Linked DNA regions of Anser cygnoides: region 1 is linked to region 2. A link is a contact called in public Hi-C data. All regions are on one chromosome and are shown on one strand. The core of a region is the stretch at or near the end of the contact, and the rest is flanking DNA. Distances in the headings are between cores, read along the strand shown. Region 1 overlaps TBL1XR1 (TBL1X/Y related 1). Region 2 overlaps LOC106032018 (a long non-coding RNA gene).

Region 1 (2,700 bases), core at 134-2,633, 300 kb before region 2:
GAAACATGATCATGGTTTCATGTTTTGTTTAGAGAAAACAGTTCCTCTCGGAAGAGTTAAACATCAGCAGAGATGGAAATGTATCATGGCTTATAACTGGAGGCTACTATTACATAAGCAGCTGCAGTGAAATTGTCTTCAAGTTGTCCCACAAGTGACCTCTATGCTATCTTTTGCAGAATTAAGCTACCACATTAACTACTGCTAGTTCAGATTTAAAGAAACTTGGTAGGACCGCTTTTGAAAAAAAGAAACCCGCTCTGCTAGATTATCTTTACCTCACCTCCAGCACAGGAATCACAGGTTCTATACGTGAAAAATTCTGCTCACCCATTTCCAGTAATAGGAGTGTTATTTGAAAATAAAGAGATGATAGAGGTGAAGAAGTCCGTGACTTTGTCAGATTACATTATACTTTAATAAGGACTGCACAAATTGCTCGCAACATTTTGAAAAATTCTCTGTATTTTTCAGACTCCAAAGAGCTCCCATCATCTTTTCTTACAATATTTATAAAGCTGAGATGTTTTTACTTTACAGAATTGCCTTTTAATATTGAGTAACGCTACTCAAACCTTCATGATGCCATTTCTCTAGAATAAATCTGAAAGCCTATTTTTCTTCCACTCCAAGATTTAGAAACAAATTCAAGTCTACATGCGTTATTTAGGCATGCTCAAGGTATTATCTACCTATAAGGCTGGAAAACACACACTGTGAATACTACCATGCCCAAATATTTTAGCTGTACCACCCTAACGCAATGACAACAGGGAAAATAATTTCAGTCTTTACACCCATTCACTTGCATCTTCTAATGGCAACCAACACAGCTGGACCTACTACTAGTTTCTTAGGTTGACTAGGGAATCCCATTAGGAAATTTGTGTGTACCCCATCTTGTTTTTAGAAGATGGAAAGGAACTTGTGAAAGTATAAGGAGCTATGGATTAATCCAGAAGAATATTTCAAACTTGTTACAGTCCCGTTGACTTCAATTGCTTAAGTGATTTGTTGGAGCACAGCCAGTACAATAGTACCTTGCAAGAGCAAGGCCATAAAGAACAGTCAGCAATTTCCTTTTCTAGGTTGTGGGGGCCTACTTGCCAGATAAGGCTTTTTAAAACCAACTCCCTCTGTCTTTGAGTGCCCTCTATAGACCTAAGATAGTACACAAGGAGGGCTTGCTAAAAAACTTTCAGGGACAGTGATTTAAAAAAGAAAAAAGAAAGAAAAGACATCTGCTACACCCACAAGCCATTTGTTAAATTACAGCATATATTAACAATTCTACAGATACAAACGCAGTATCAGCTAGCTGCTGCTGAAAGAACAAATACTCGATTGTGCTCTTGCACAATGCGTAAGCACTGCTGTTGCTAGACGGGTTCAGAATGAATTTTCCCTTTAGTAGAAGTAAGGTAATCTCGTCTGCCTTGCAACTCTAGCCATGTAGGACAGAGAAGACTGAAGATAAGAAAGTACGTTTAAGAAAAGTATGCAAAGTCTAGAGGAGTGATAGAGGGATTACAGTTACATACATTTTAAGCAAACAATTGCAAAATCATTACTATACATTAAACTTAAAAAGAGTCTGATAACAGCACACGGTCTGGGTATTTGCCCTCTGAACTACATACTCATATTTTCCGTTAGGAAGCCAAGACGTTAGTACTTGGAAGAAGAAAAAATAAAACACACCACCAAACCCATACGACAATGAAACCCCAGTAACTTTTGCCTTTGTTGTTGTTGTTGTTGATACACACTAATGATCCACGTATCAAGTAGACATAGCTTTTACAAGATGTTTTGTCAAAAGGTCTATTTATTAATATTTCCATGCTGTGAATTGATGCGTTATATTGTAACAACTCTCAATAAAATGAATATGGATTTACACATTAGACAATAACAGCTCCAAGAGGAGCTGTTAAAATACTGTTGAGTAAAAGAAGGCTTAATGTAGAGATTCAGTGGACTGCAAAAACTGATACCTAAAAAATACTGTAAATGCATGTAACGGTAATTACTAATACTAAATTGTACCAAATTATCAGTCCACTTTTATGACAAATAAATAGATAAATCATTGAGTGTCCTTACCAGAACTACTCTCTGAAACCCCACAATATTGTGATGTGGCAGCAGTACAGCCCTTGGTATTACACCACCTGTAACACAAACCATATTATGATAGTTTCTATCAATATTTATTTTAATGGATGAAAAAAGGATAAAAGCTATTTTTCTACCAGTCTTTCTACTGAAAGCATTAAAACAACATTCAGTTTCCTAGGGATTACAACATATGTTTACATAACAAAATAAACGAACAAAAATTAAAGACCATCTTCGGATTACTTACATGGAATGTGTTAAAAAAAATTATAGGCACAGTTTCAACTCCACTCTCTTCTCACCCTTAGCTGAAAACAAAACCCTAGCACAGAACAGAGCATTAGCTGTAATGGAATTTCTGTTCTTTTTGGCTGCTCATATTGACAATTGGGAGCTTTATGAGAATCCAGATTAAAGTTTACAAACTGCTAAGTATCGATGTGGTAGCTTTTCCAGTGCTAGCTGAAGTACACAACTAAAACGTTTCAACAGCAAGATGAAAAACAGGAATCACAAGGCCACAATCAAACCATCCAGTGTTTTTCAGAATTGACTATCCTGGATCTGAGTTTAAAATAA
Region 2 (2,700 bases), core at 106-2,605:
TTATACAGTTCAAGGACCTCAGGCTGTGGCATAAAAAAAAATTTACACATTCTGTGTGAGAAACACACAATCCACCATTTCAAAGCCTTCTGGATTGGAATAGGGTTGTTTTTCGATTGCCAAGCTGAAGAAGCGAAGAAATGCAATTGGTTTTGCATGGAAACAGAGACTGAAGTTTATCAACTAAAGCTAGGATAATTTTTATACTGGAAGAAAAATATCAGGATATCTTTAAATGAACATAACTTGGTCTTACCTCTGAGATGTAGCATTTCTACCATTAACGTAGACCGTTAAATTGACTTTAGCACCATGCTTATATCCCAAACAAGAGTATGGCACCTATCTCTGCACCAACAGTCCTGCTGGAGGACAGACGTGTTACTTTAGTTAATCATACTGATATGGAAATCGGAATTTGCTCCTTTGTGGGCAACTTCCAGAATTAGACTACTTACAAGCAACGTAAGGCTTGAATCGAGTCAAAGATACATCATTCATTGCAAATGATTTTACTTGCAAGCTTCCCAGAGCTGGGCAAATACATCTGGACTTAAATACATCTGTAACTGAGCGATGGAGATGTGAATCATTGTTCTTCTGATTGTTAATATTTTTGAAAGTGTTTGCAAGTGCCTCAAGTTGTATGTTGTTTACTGGTTGTCATTCACCATTTACTATTCCCTGTCAAAATGTTTCAGTCATTAAGTCGGAGAGCAGAAAATATACCACATGCCTAATCACACACTGTGAATAATAGAAGTAGACAATTTGTGAATGGTTTGTGCACAAACCCTGAACCGGAACAGAATTCATGCAGACTATTTAACAGGCATCTGAATAACACATCTCTTTCCAGAGCACAGCAATGATTTGCAGGTTGCCTCTCAATTAAGAAGAAAATAGTTAAATTCATTGAGCTTTGTGTTTTGAGAAGCACTGTTAGTATAGTCCTAATATTTTGTCTCTGTTTCTCCTTTCAAAATGGCCATAAGGAGACTACTCCAATTTACTTTTTCTTTCCTGACAAAAATAACCTTTGTTAGGACTTCGAGTTGAAAACGCTTATCGGGAACATATGTCAAAATACATTACAAGGGAATATTGATCGTCTCAGAACTAAGAATCCTAAGTCCAGGAAATGCAAAGAAAAAGTTAAATATTACAAGAAATCCAAGCATGTAAAGATAAGGAAGAGTTCAGTGGGTTCAGCTTTAATTCTGCCCACCATACCTTTTTTTTTTTAAGCATTCTGGGAACTGACTGAAAAGTGTTCAATATGCACTATGCAAAGTGGCTTTCCAGCTTGATCTCTCTCAGGGAGTTCGTGCAGAGCTCTGGCTCCTCTCTTACTGAACTAGCATGCAACCATTTTGTAGCAAATACATGACTGTCCAGTCCTGATTCCTCTTACACAGCCATACAACCAAGCTGAAAATTTTTATAAGCCTTCCTACCACTAAGTCTGAATATTCATAGACAGCCGCCCAAAATAATATAAATGCCTCTGAAGCACTTACAAGTGGAATTGCTTTTAGTATTATCAGCCACATAGCTCACAAATGGAGTAGATTACCCCAGAGTCCTGGGGTGTGCTCATTACTCAGTTTTCCCATTTGTTTAAAGATTGATATTCTCATGGTATCTCTTTGGACTAACATCAGTGCATCCGATGGCAAAACACAGCATTAGACCTTTATAGTGTGCGTGCTACAACATAAATCTGCATTGCCCACATCTGTTCTCAGTACAGAGCACCCTTTCCCCAAAGCCGGAGTTTTACAGCTGATCAGATTACATTTTCCATGTTCTGCTCACGGTGCTCATTCTAGATGGAATTTGTTTCTATGCAGAAGATGAGCACGAGGCCTGTGTGCTATTTAAGCCGCAATTAAGCCCTCAGAAATAGGTCTTAAGTGATGCATAGGCTGCTGTCAGCTCTCTAAATTTCACCCTATGTAATTTCTTCCATCACCCACTCACATTATGTTATTGTCTATGGCTTCAGAAAATTACTACTAGTGCATTCATAACTTCCATTCAACAAAGAGGCTCAATGATTGTTTTCTTTAACGCCCTCTGAGCTTCCCATATTGGCTGTTGTGCTTTTACAAGTACATTTCCCCAGTATGAAATTTCTCTTCCATCTTATATTGGAAGCAGTATAATTTAGAGTTCACTCTGGAACATCTCATCAGGGAAAAGGAACTGGGTATGCACCAGTTCCATTCCTAACATTATACTGACCTCTAGAGTAAGAAGTGCCGCACACCTGACAAATCGGCTGACTGCCTATGAGAAGCAGAAAGGCAGATGAGGACTACCACGAGCTGCCTGCCCTCAGGAAGGGTGCCAAGAACAAGGCTCTGGGGGAGCACAACCCCAAAGGCTGAGCTGGACCTGGGCAACAAATAGGGTGCAATAAGGATCTGGCCATACCACGGCCTCTGTGAGCAGTTCCAAGAGTCTCAAAATAACTCTACACAACACCTTGTGTCTTACTTTTCAATTCACATCCTGAAGACTAGAAGATATAAGATTCAGATAGCTGAATGGATTAGCAATACTTCACACAGAATCTGATATTTACTCTCATTTTCACTTTTCAAAGTAACCTGGAGGTTGCAATATTTTAAAATCTGAGCTACACATCCTCTGTTGCAAGCAGTCATGGGGCAATATACAACATTTTATGCTCAG

What was found. A called contact is a pair of places that touch in the nucleus more often than the background predicts.
Region 1: a contact with region 2 is called in a Hi-C map of fetal liver, with 2.7 times the contacts expected there. The contact joins two enhancer-like sites. A contact is called at or near these places in 2 of 7 Hi-C or Micro-C datasets (fetal liver and liver).

The regions. Positions count from the first base shown.
Region 1 is chr9:20,083,539-20,086,238 of Taihu_goose_T2T_genome, reverse strand. TBL1XR1 (TBL1X/Y related 1) reads right to left here. Exons shown (of 17, transcript XM_067002769.1): 3 at 2,107-2,174. The region is part of intron 1 of LOC125182254 (a long non-coding RNA gene); the gene reads left to right. Among named protein-coding and RNA genes, the nearest start is that of TBL1XR1, 73 kb to the right of the region's middle. Within about 2 kb of position 1,383, at least 1 of the 3 cell types and tissues checked has open chromatin away from gene starts, as enhancers often do. A contact at or near this core is called in fetal liver, where this site is marked.
Region 2 is chr9:19,785,191-19,787,890 of Taihu_goose_T2T_genome, reverse strand. The region is part of intron 1 of LOC106032018 (a long non-coding RNA gene); the gene reads right to left. Among named protein-coding and RNA genes, the nearest start is that of KCNMB2, 21 kb to the right of the region's middle. Within about 2 kb of position 1,355, at least 1 of the 3 cell types and tissues checked has open chromatin away from gene starts, as enhancers often do. A contact at or near this core is called in fetal liver, where this site is marked.